Regions from separate parts of the Sus scrofa genome. Here region 1 is linked to region 2. A link is a contact called in public Hi-C data. All regions are on one chromosome and are shown on one strand. Each heading gives the region's core, a stretch centred on a gene start, on an enhancer-like site or on the middle of the called end of the contact. The rest is flanking DNA. Distances are from core to core; before and after follow the strand shown.

Region 1 (6,175 bases), core at 3,365-5,864, 120 kb after region 2:
CCTCCTGCAGAGCAGTGAGCTGGGGGTGCCCAGCGCCGCGTGAGGCTGGCTTGGAATCCAGGACTTTTCAAGCCCCCCACTTGCCCCCAGGCTTCTGTGGTCACCCCTGCCCCCCAGGGAGCTGGCCTGGGGAGAGAGTAGCAGTGATAAAGTTTTACTAGACGTTCTTCCTTGGGTACCACATGCACAGCCAGTGAACACCCCGTGTGGCAGTTTTCAGCAGAAGTTGGCAGGTCCAAGATGCAAGCACACCTCAAGCAGCTAGAATCTCCTGAGTTCTAGTCCTTCTTCTCTTTCTCTCTCCACCTCTGGTTTCCTTACTTAAAGAAAGCAAACTAGTAACTCGGCATTCTATTCTTCAAGGACTCACCTGAGAGCAACACTCACCTGTTCAGCCCACAAAGATTTATCGTGTCCCCAGGGGCACCAGGACCTGTGCCAGGTGCCGAGAGGGGGTGCTAAGCAGCCAGACCTGGTCGTTGGCTCAGCCACAGAAGCCACCTGACCACCAGTCAATGGCCATGGACACTCATAGAGGGGGCGCCTCACCCAGTACACACGCCCCCCCAACATGCATGCACACACAGGTGATCACACATGCCCATGCACACACATGCGATCACACACACACACACACACACGTACACACATGCACATGTACAAACCTTCACCCTTCTCGTCTCACCTGAACCACTCAGCTCACGGTCACCCGTCCATTTAGGAGTCGCCTGGGCTTTGGGCAGCAAGGCTAATCAATTTCAAAGTCGCTCTTTGCAGGCTCAGGATGTTTCTAGTCTGTGACTTTTCCATCTGGGGTTTCTCAACCAGCTGGGCTTTTGTTTTCGGTGTGTGTGATGGTGAAACACACTTTACCAACAAGTCTTTCTATATTCTGAGCTATTCCTCTCTCTGCTTCTTTAGTTTTCTGCATTTTCCAAAATTTCTGTGATGATGTTGTGCTTTTATAACCGCGAGGAAAAGTTTTAAATTTTTAAAATACTCCCACACGAGAAGATGAAAAAATACTGACTTTCCCCCAAGGAATGGGATGATGGGTGACTGTTTTTTCTTTGGTCCATATCTTTCCAAATTATCTAGAATTAAATAGAAATATATCTCATTTAAACTAAAGGTATGGGGGAGTTCCCATTGTGGCTCAACAGGTGAAGAACCCGACTAGCGTCCATGAAGATGCCGGTTTGATCCCTGGCCTCTCTCAGTGGCTTAAGAACCCAGCGTTGCCATGAGCTGCTGTGTAGACTGCAGATGTGGCTTGGATCTGGCATTGCTGTGGCTGTGGTGTAGGCTGGTGGCTATAGCTCCAATTAGACCCCTAGCCTGGGAACTTCCATACGCCACAGGTGCAGCCCTAAAAAGACAAAAATAAAATCAAATTAAATAACTAAAAGGTGAAGGACTTCCCATGGTGGTACAGTGGGTTAAGAATCCGACTGCAGCAGCTCAGGTGGCTGAAGAGGCGGAGGTTTAATCTCCATCCAGCGAAGCGGGTTAAAGGATCCAGTGTTACAGCAGCTGTGGCTCAGGTCCAATCCCTGCCTTGGGAACTTCCATATGCCTTGGGTGCAGCCATTTTAGTTAATTAATTAAAGGTATAAATTGGCACAACATTGTAAATCAACTATACTCTAATTTTAAAAACGTAAAAAAAGGGAGCTCCCCTCATGGCTAAGCATGGCTAATGAACCCAACTAGAATACATGAGGACACAGGTTCCATCCCTGGCCTCGCTCAGTGGGTTAAGGATCCTGCGTTGCTGTGGGTGTGGTGTAGGCCAGCAGCTACAGCTCCAAATGGACCCCCTAGCCTGGGAACTTTGTATGCTGCAGGTGCAGCCCTAAAAAGACACACACACACACACACACACAAAAGTAAAATAAAGATATACAGGAGCTCCTGCTATCACACGGTGGGGTAAGGATCCAGCATGGCCACAGCTGTGGTGTAGGTCACAGCTGTAGCTTGGATTCCATCCCTGGCCTGGGAATGTCCATACACCACAGGTGCACCCAAAAAATAAATAAAATAAAATAAAAGGTACACAAAAGATATAAAAATGGGAGACCAACGTGTGTCATGTCAAAATGTGTTTGTCTACACTACTGCCGGTTTATTTCATGCCATGTAGTCCTGCCACTAGGCATTTTCCAAAGTTGAGAGAACCAGAGATAGAGAGAGAGAGAGATTGTGGTCGAATCAGGGCTGCACACCCTTAGCGCACAGAGGCTGGTGTTGCTTGTATGCAATTAGTACTTTCCATATGAATCTCACTTTTCATCCTCTTGTAAAGGCTGTGAATTTACTGCTGAGCCTGTGTCCTGTGGCTCTCCTGGACAGAAAATTACTTCTTTTAGAGAATCTGCTTGCACCAGCGTAAAACCCTGCCATTCCCCAAACCGCAAGGGAACCACATCAGACTGGATATGCTGAGCTGGCTCTTTTGTGTTACCTGTTCTGGAGAAGTCTGGGCACAGACCTCCCGGCATGTCTCATCCCTTTTTTTGCTGTGTTTGTTTTTGCCTGGAGCACTTGGAAGTTCCCTGGCCTGAGATCGAACCCGAGCCACAGCAGTGATAGTGCCGATTCCTTAGCCACTTGACCACCAGGGAACTCCCACATCACTTTCTTTATAATTTGGTCCCTTTCCACCCTGGAGTGCCTTACTGAGGACCCTGTCCATGCAGCTGACCTCATTGGGTGAGGCAGGGATCACTGATGGCCAGCAGAGGGTCCTTGCATCAGAGAGGCTTGTCACCCAACAGGGCATGCAGAGAAAAGCACCCACTGGTCCTCTGGGGGGAAGACCTTCCAAGCAGAGGGATGCCTGGTGCAGCTGAGGCCACAGGGCTGGGGGGGGGGGCAGGGTGGAATGGGGAGGTGTGTGCGAGGGGAGTGGGGGAGGGGAGCAGGGTGGAGGGAGGGGGGCAGTGTGGGAAAGGGAGGTGAGTGGAGTCTCAGAAGGCTCCGGGGGCTGGAGTTAAAGTCTGCATCTGATGCGCCGCCCTGCGGAAGCTCTGAGAAAGGGAAAGAGGGCATGTAATTTTTTTTTCAGTGATCCACCTGCTGTGAGGGGTGCAGGTTGTAAAATGCTAAGAGCAGAAGCAAGTGGACAGGTTGCAAGGCAGCCTCGGATGCCAGGCTGAGACGGCGGGCCTGGGTCAGGGGACCTCCCGGGGAAGGTCCCAGAGGCTCGCGGAGATGGAGCTGCAGAGCTCAGGGCACTAGCCTGGTTCTTACCAGGCGCTGGGAAGGTGCCCAGAGCCTGTAGGGAGGAAAGTGGGAGGAGCCACCCCCCAAATATGAGGCAGGAGCGCACTCTGGGCTCTAGATCCTCAGAGAGGCCGTGTGTTTCTGATGCACCCACTTCAGCCCCACCCGATGCGCTTCCTTCCACCCAGATTCTCTGGAGTCCCAAGCATCACGGTCCCCAGATAGAGCCGCTTCTGGCCCAGAGAGACAGTAGGAGGCCAATTAATCGGCAGACAGGGAGTTTTGGTCGGTGGTTCAGTGGTTAAGGAACCCAACTAGGAACTATGAGGTTCCAAGTTTGATCCCTGACCTCGCTGAAGGGTTAAGGATCCGGCAGTGCCTGACCTGTGCTGTAGGCCGCAGATGTGGCTCGATACAGCGTTGCTGTGTAGGCCGGTGGCTTCAGCTCCTATCGGACTCTTAGCCTGCTGGGAACCTCCATATGACGTGGGTGTGGCCCTAAAAAGACAAAAAAGAAAATACCCCAGAGAGAATCTCTTATTCTCTAGCACTTATTAGAAGTACCAATAACTGGGGATCTGAAGCGCTTCTGGAAAGTTCTGCATGGCTTTTTTTAAGAATGTTTGTTGAGGAGTTCCCATCTCTACATGGATGGGTCCTCACCCTGGCTGCATATAAAAAGTCCCTGGGGGAGTTCCCGTCGTGGCGCAGTGGTTAACGAATCCGACTAGGAACCATGAGGTTGCAGGTTCGGTCCCTGCCCTTGCTCAGTGGGTTAAGGGTCCGGCGTTGCCGTGAGCAACGTGTAGGTCGCAGACGCGGCTCGGATCCCGAGTTGCTGTGGCTCTGGTGTAGGCCGGTGGCTATAGCTCCGATTCGACCCCTAGCCTGGGAACCTCCATATGCCGAGGGAGCGGCCCAAGAAATAGCAAAAAAAAAAAAAAAAAAAAAAAAAAGTCCCTGGGGAGGAGTTCCCACGGTGGCTCGGTGGGAAGGAATCTGACTAGCATCCATGAGGACACAGGTTCCATCCCTGGCCTTGCTCACTGGGTTAAGGATCCTGCATTGTGGTGAGCTGCGGCATAGGTCGCAGACACGGCTCGGATCCTGCATTGCTGTGGCTGTGGTGTAGGCTGGCAGCTGTAGCTCTGATTCGACCCCTAGCTGGGAACTTCCATATGCCCTGGGTGGGGCCCTAAAAAGACAAAAAAAAAAAAAAAAAGTCCTTGGGGAGCCTGTAAAGAACACCTGCACCTGGGCTCAGCATGGCCCCGGGGCCATCAGGGTCCAGGCATTTAAAGTCCCCAGGGGATGCCCCTGCGTGTCCAGGTATGAGCACTGCCATAGGGGAGCTGAGTCACTGTCTCCTATGACGGAATATGAGTCATCCCACCAAGCGGGGCAGCTGACGGCAGGATGCTCAGCCTTCCATGCGGAGCTCAGACACACATACCCCCTTAAGCACTTGTGGGAATTACTCAGAAAACACAGGATACAAATACATTAATCAGGCTTAGGCTTAGGCGTGGGCAGCCTCTAAAAGGCAGCTTGACCCGCCCTTCCCTCTGTTTTTGCACCCCGTCTTCTGCCTTTCTCCTCCGGTACTTTTCTCCTTGCCCTGGTGGCCCCCTCCTCTCTCTTTCACAAGCCCCTGGACACTCCCCCCCTCACCCTGGAGGCTTCAGGCTACAGGGATCAGCTTCAAGACAAGGTCTGCATGAAAAGGAGGGCTTGCTGGAAGCCCATAGCATTTCTTCTTGCTTTGCTGCAAACACGTGTGTTTCCCTGCTTTGCAAAACCTCGGTGTTTTCTGTTCAAGATTCAACACGGAGCTATCCCATGGCCCAGCAATTCCACTCCCAGATAGAGACCGAAGAGAAATAAAACTATATCCGCACAGAAACTTGGATGTGGATAGCAGCATTATTCATAATCTGAATGTCCAGCAACGGATGAGTGGATAAGCAAAAGGTGGTATAACTATATGGGAATAGTATTCATCCCTGAAAAAGAGTGAAGGATTGGGAGTTCCCATCGTGGCTCGGCAGTAACGAACCCAACTGGTAGCCATGAGGATGTGGGTTCGATCCCTGGCCTCTCTCAGTGGGTTAAGGATCCTGCATTGCCATGAGCTGTGGTGTAGGTCGCAGATGCGGCTCAGATCCCGAGTTGCTGTGGCTGTGGTGTAGGCCGGCAGCTGCAGCTCTGATTGGACCCCTAGCCTGGGAACTTCCATATGCCACGGGTGTCGCCCTAAAAAGACAAAAAAAAAAAAAAAAAAAAAAAAAAAAGCAAAGTACTGATCCAGGCTACAATTTGGGCCTTGCAGACCTCTGAAAAGTCAGAGAAGTCAGTTACAAAAAAGCCCACGAGTTATAAGATCTCATTTACATGAAGCGCCCAGAGGAGGAAAATCTAGAGACATAGTAAGGAGATGAGAGCTTGCTAGGAGCTGGGGGCAAGAAAGAATAGAGAGTGACCCCTGATGCCTACAATTCTTCTGGGGTAAAAATAAATAAATAAACATACACATATATATGTTCTAAAATGGACCTTAGTTGGAGTTCCCTTTGTGTGCAGAGGGTTAGGAATCGACAGCAGTGGCTCAGGTCACTTCAGAGGCGCCACTTGGATCCCCCACCCAGTGCAGTGGGTTAAAAGGATCCAGCATTGCCGCAGCTACAGCATAGATGGCAGCTATGGCTCACAATGGATCCCTGGCCTGGGAACTTCAATATGCTGCAGGTGTGGCCATAAAAATATTGTTTTAAATAAGAATAAAATCAACTAGACCATAGTGATGGTTGCAAAACTCTGCAAACACACCTGAAACCACTGACTTGCCCACGTTAAATCTGTGAATTCCAGCAACTTGTGGAGTTTCTGTCTTTATGGAGAAGGTAAGGGGTGTGGGGGTTTGGGGGGGTGGCCATGCCTGTGTCACGAA
Region 2 (6,208 bases), core at 3,277-5,776:
GTTCCCGTCGTGGCGCAGTGGTTAACGAATCCGACTAGGAACCATGAGGTCGCGGGTTCGGTCCCTGCCCTTGCTCAGTGGGTTAACGATCCGGCGTTGCCGTGAGCTGTGGTGTAGGTTGCAGACGCGGCTCGGATCCCGAGTTGCTGTGGCTCTGGTGTAGGCCGGTGGCTACAGCTCCGATTCAACCCCTAGCCTGGGAACCTCCATATGCCGTAGGAGCGGCCCAAGAAATAGCAACAACAACAACAACAGACAAAAAGACAAAAAAAAAAAAAAAAAAAAAAGAAAGTGATAAACAGAAAAAAAAATCTCTTAGAGTCCAGTGTCAGTGTCAATCCTATCCTTGTCTCACGACTGTCTACATTAATCTTATATTTAGCAAAACCCAAGAAGTGACGTGTCTGGCAGCTTTTCTACAATAAACATTGCAAAGGATTTTTCAACTAAATTAAAAAGTTAGAGCCCTGCTTGGCACGAGTCTCCAGAATTGCTCATGGTTCTACTGAGAGAAAGAGCAGGTTAAGCCAGGAGTTCCCGTCATGGCCCAGCAGAAACAAATCTGACTAGCATCCATGAGGATGTGGGTTCGATCCCTGGCCTCGCTCAGTGGGTTAAGGGTCTGGTGTTGCCATGAGCTGGTGTGTAGGTCATAGACACAGCTAGGATCCTGCATTGCTGTGGCTGTGGTGTAGGCCAGCAGCTGTAGCTCCGATTAGACCCTAGCCTGGGAACTTCCATGTGCTGTGAGTGCAGCCCTAAAAACCAAAGGAAAAAAAAAAAAAAATAGACTATGGACATGGCACACATTCGGCAAAGAGCATAAGGTATGAGATTGGGGGAGGGGGCGCTAAGAGGAAATGCAAAGAAATGAAATATTAGGAGTGGCCAAAAGAGCTTTTTCTGGAAAATAATGAGTGTGACAATGGTACAGCTATTCAAAGAGCATTTGGGAGTTCCCTGGTGGTCTAGTCATTAGGATTTGACCTGGGTTTGATTCCCTGATCTAGGAACTGAGATTCCCACTCAAGCTGCTGCACGCCGAAGCAAGAAAAAACACACAACAAAACACTGAGCATGGAATGCTATGGAAATCTCTAAAGAACCGAAGTTTTCTATCAAGTCACAGGGTATCAGGCGAGGAGGTGACATTCCCCAGTGCGGATAAGAGACTATTCATGAGGAAGCCCCCAGGGAAGGGCAGGGTAGGGGGCTGGTTCCCAGGCCCGAGGGGATAGGAAGGGAGCGGTCACTGGCGCCTGAGAGGGTCACAGGACACGCTGAGAGGAGAAGGGACCTTGACACAGGTACACAAGGACACAGCCAAGCTGAGGGGACGCCCCAGAAGGGAACTGAAGAGATAAACCTCAGACCTCATGCCCCAGCCTCCCTGCATCCACTGAAGCTCCCACTGGCCAAACCCAACTGGAAGCCAGAGAGCCTGGTGGTCAGTGGTCCATGCATGTCAGATGCCCAGGGTGGGGTGGGGTGGAGGGTGAGGGCAGTGGGAACAGAGGGCAGACAAAACTTCAGCACACAGGGCATTCTGTTTCTCTGCATGCATTTTCCATTTATGCATCTCGGGGGCACCCAGTAAAACATTAACCTTGAGTTCCCTGGTGGCTCAGCGGGTTAAGGATCCTATGTTGTTGTCACTGCTGTGGCTCAGGTCACTGCTGTGCCTGGGGTTCCATCTCTGGCCCTGGAACTTCCACCTGCTGCAGGCAGATGGGAGTCCATTAACCTTGAAGGGCACTGGCCACCCTGAGTAATGAATCTAGGCCTCGTGGCTGGTGCTTAGAAAAACTGCCGAACCATGAGCAGCAACATAGGCAGACTCCTTTATCAAACTACAAATATTTCTAAAATCTCTGTCACTGTGTCTCAATTCTAATATATTCCCAACGTAATATATTCTATTCTTTTTTTTTTTTTTTCCTGTCTTTTTAGGGCTGCACCCACTGCATATGGAGGGTCCCACGCTAGGGGTCTAATCAGAGCTATAGCTGCAAAGCCTATGCCAGAGCCACAGCAACGCGGGATCCAAGCTGCGTCTGCAACTTACATCACAGCTCATGGCAATGCCAGATCCTTAACCCACTGAGCAAGGCCAGAGATAGAACCGGCAACCTCATGGTCCCTAATCGGATTGTCAACCACTGAGCCACGACAGGAACTCCCCCATTTTCCATTCTTTACAGCTCAACTCATCTCTTACTTTCCCCACCCTGAGAATGTTCTGCCCCCTTCCATTTCCCAGAATCACTCATTCTCCTTTCTGCTTGAGTCCCGAATCTGCAAAGAAGGTGGTGCCCAGAAAAAAGTGAGGGACTAGGTGTTCCAGAAGAATGGCCCACCCATCTTTGCAGGCCAGTTCTGTACGTGGCATCTGCACCTGCAAACTTGTGCCTGGACTTACCATCCCCTCTCCATGTAATCAGAACCCCAAGAGAGAACACCTGTACCTGGAAGTCCAGCCCCGGGGCCCTGTCCTCACACTCAGCTGAAAATCTCACCTCTTACTTGGCTGAGAAAGTGGAAGCCATGAGAAGAGAACAGCCCGAGTCGCCCCCATCACCTTACAAACCTCGCACTCAGCCCAATGGGCTCTGCCCCCCTCCCCCCACCTACCCCCCCACCCCACTACTGTGGACTGTCGAGCCCCTCCCTCAAGGCAAGCTCCCCTCAAGAATGGGGCTGACCGTTCCCTGCATGGCTGATGTAAGGGGCTGTCAGCGTTCCTTGGCTCACGGTGGCTTCAGTCCCCTGTCTGCCTGGCTGGCCACGCAGCCTCCTTCCTCTGTGTCCTCGTCTCAAATCTCCTTCCACCAAGGACACTCGTCACTGGATTCAGGGCTCGCCTGAAGAATCTCCTCATCTCAAGATGCTTAACTTCTGGAGTTTCCGTCGTGGCTCAGAGGTTAACGAATCCGAGTAGGAACCATGAGGTTTTCGGGTTCGACCCCAGGCCTCGCCCAGTGGGTTAAGGATCCGGCGTTGCCGTGAGCTGTGGTGTAGGTTGCAGACGCGGCTCGGATCCCTCATTGCTGTGGCTGTGGTGTAGGCCGGCGGCTACACTTCCGATTAGATCCCTAGCCTGGGAACCTCCATATGCTGCAGGGGTGGCCCTAAAAAAGAAAAAGAAAAAAAAAAAAAAGATTCTTAACTTCTTCATATCAGCAAAGACCCTTTTTCCGAATAAAGGGAACATTCATAGGTTGCTCCAGATCATTCATGAATGACCTTAACTTGGCTACATGGTCACTGCCTGCCAGCAAATAAATGTGCAAGTCCTGACCTACTGGAAAAGCACCACTGAAACAGTTGACTGGGGGCAAGGACCCTCTCAGATGCTAAAGCCATGGGTGAAAGTTCCCTGGAAGGAAAGATATTCACACAAACCCTAAGAAGTATCACCAGCAATTACTTCCTAATTACAGAAGGTACAGCTCTGTGAAGCTGGGGAGCCAGCTGAATAGTTTTTTTCTTTTTCCTTTTTGGCCGCACCTGCAGCATGCAGAGGTTCCCCAGCCAGGGATGGAGCCCGTGCCACAGCAGTGACAGTGCCGGATCCCCAACCCGATGCACTACCAGGAAACGCCAAGACTTACTTTATAACTGGGGTGGTGGGCCAGAGTGGGGAGAATAATGAGAATATTCAAAAAGGAGAACAAAAGGAGTTCCCAGTGGCTCAGCGGGTTAAGGGTCCAACCCTGTCACTGCTATGGCTTGGGTCCAAATCCTGGCCGGCGGAACCTCTGCATGCTGCCAGCATGGCCAAAGGAAAAAAAAAAAAGGCAAACAAAAAAATACATTCATATTAAGTATTAATAGAGGAGTTCCCATGGTGGCTCAGTGGTTAAGAAGTCTGACTAGGAACCATGAGGTTTTGGGTTTGATCCCTGGCCTCGCTCAGTGGGTTAAGGATCCTGCGTTGCCGTGAGCTGTGGTGTACATCGCAGATGCGGCTTGGATCCTGTGTTGCTGTGGCTGTGGCGTAGGCCGGCAGCTGCAGCTCCGATTGGACCCTTGCCTGGGAACCTCCATGTTCCGCGGGTGCGGCCCTGGAAAAGACAAAAAAAAAAAGAAAGATTCAAAAAGAAAAGTATTAATACAGGTTAGATTATGTGAGAATTTCTGACTTTTGTTAACATTCTTAATTCGTTACAATCCATATGCATTGATCACCTGTACACACCCCCAAATCCCCCATCTGAAAAAAATAAATAAAAGGAATGATGGACTATTTAACGGGGTGGGGGGGGAGCGGAATACTCACCTCACGTTCACCCTCACTCCCAGCATGACTCCTATCCACCTCACCTGGTGGTTTGGGGGAGTCCTCCTGTAATCTTTCATCAGCCACAAGGAACAGGCCTGGTTGGCGGCTGACCGCCTCCCTCCCTCTCTCTCTCCCTCTCTCTGACTTCTGCCCGGGCCTGGGGAACTGCCTTCCAGACACTGAGACCCCGCCCCTAGCTGGGCGGGGCTGTCCATCAAAACCCAACCCCACCCACCCGTCCCGCCCCTCCGATCCACCCGCCCTTCTCTGTAATCTTTTTCATCGCCCCTGACTAGGCTCTGTGCTTCCCTGAACCCAAGGCTATTTCATTTCATGCCAAAAATACTCACCCTGAGGTCATTCCTACGGACAAGCTCAGGGGACGCTCTACACCCTCTGAACTTATTGCAAAATTGCGTGCGTGCAGATGTGTGCCTTGTTCTGGGAAAGCAGACCCACAATTTCACCAGAGTCTCAAATCTCCCGTGACCCAGAAGAGAGCAAGAAACACCATTTAATTCTCATTTGGTCTTAACATGCTACCCATTCCACTGTAACTTCCAGGATTTACCCAGTGCCTCGTGCCCTTGGTGTTGGAGAAGAGACCAGCTTTTCTCTTTTCAGCAGGCTGCTGGATTCAACTCAGTGGAGTCCACGTGCTGGCCCTGACCAAGTGGAAAGGGGACATTTTTTAAAAGACGGGAAAGAAAACATTAACTCAGAGTTTCAGGATGGCTCGGCGGGTTAAGGATCCAGTATTGTCACTGCTGTGGCATGGATACAATCCACGTGCAAAAAAAAAAAAAAAAAAAAAAGAGAGAGAGAGAGAGAGAGAAGGAAGGAGGGAAGTTAGGGAGAGAGGAAGGAAGGAAGGAAGGGAGCCTAACTCCTCCAGTTTAAAGATCCTATCACAACCCAAACCAGAATAAAAGTGAAAGTGAACTTCGCACGCATTTCTGAGCCTCCCACGAGGCTGGGATTGAGGACCAGGCTGCATTGCATCCTGTCTCCTGACTCACTTCTGACTTCAGTAACCGTTCCTCTCAGACCCACTGCACCTCACTTCCTGCTTGTGCAACTTGGAAAAGTTCTTGCCCCTTATCTGGGGAATGAGGAGGATGGAAAGGCAGCAGATGACGCCGGATGCTTCTCGGACACATCACCAGCATCCCCGCTAATCTCCTCATCCCAGAGTCTGTGGTTGCATGTCCTGAGGGGCTGCCCCCCCTGAGGTCTAAAATATGCCCAGAGGTGCTCAGAGTTAGCAGGGATTGGTAGAACCCTGGGCAGGTACACAGCCTAACCATACCCCCGAGGTGCATTTCTCAGCACTCTTAACCCATGTTCCCATTTGATAAACATTAGGAATCTCACTCCCCTTTTGTTTATTTCTTTATGTCATTTTTGACACACACACCCCCCCTCGGTTCATGGAGTTCCCAGGCCAGGGATCAAGCCACAGTCACAACCTAAGCCTCAGCTCTGGTAGTACCGATCCTTAACCCACTGTGCCAGGCTGGGGATCAAACCCGAGTCCCAGTGCTCCCAAGACTCCACCGATCCTATTGCACCATAGCGGGAGCTCCCCACCCCCTAGAGTTTGTATGATGAAAACAAGGGTCTGGCATTCCCGGGTGGTGGGTTAAGGATGCTTAAGGATCCGACATGGGCACTGCAGCAGCTCAGGTCGCTGCTGTGGCGCAGGTTCCATCCCTGGCCCAGGAACTTCTACATGCCTCAAAAAAAAAAAAAAAAAAAAAAAAATAGAAAAATGAAAAGAGGATCTGGGTTTTTTCCCCTTTTACAGCACAGGCGCCTACAATAAATACTACTCAGTGAAAAGGAATGAACTAGGGATTTGTAACAGCTTGGCTGAACCAAATGTATTGTTCTACCAGCTGGAAGAAGCCAGACCAAAAAGAAGAA

The links. A called contact is a pair of places that touch in the nucleus more often than the background predicts.
Region 1: a Hi-C map of embryonic fibroblasts shows a contact between it and region 2, with 9 times the contacts expected there. The contact joins two enhancer-like sites. A contact is called at or near these places in 4 of 47 Hi-C or Micro-C datasets (embryonic fibroblasts, epiblast stem cells and liver).

The regions. Positions count from the first base shown.
Region 1 is chr10:23,094,232-23,100,406 of Sscrofa11.1, forward strand. No RefSeq gene overlaps it. Among named protein-coding and RNA genes, the nearest start is that of ZNF281, 58 kb to the left of the region's middle. Within about 2 kb of position 4,615, at least 8 of the 83 cell types and tissues checked have an H3K27ac peak or open chromatin away from gene starts, as enhancers often do. A contact at or near this core is called in embryonic fibroblasts, where this site is marked.
Region 2 is chr10:22,977,070-22,983,277 of Sscrofa11.1, forward strand. It overlaps LOC110255656 (a long non-coding RNA gene), which reads left to right. Exons shown (of 2, transcript XR_002336268.1): 2 at 303-381. Among named protein-coding and RNA genes, the nearest start is that of ZNF281, 59 kb to the right of the region's middle. Within about 2 kb of position 4,527, at least 56 of the 83 cell types and tissues checked have an H3K27ac peak or open chromatin away from gene starts, as enhancers often do. A contact at or near this core is called in embryonic fibroblasts, where this site is marked.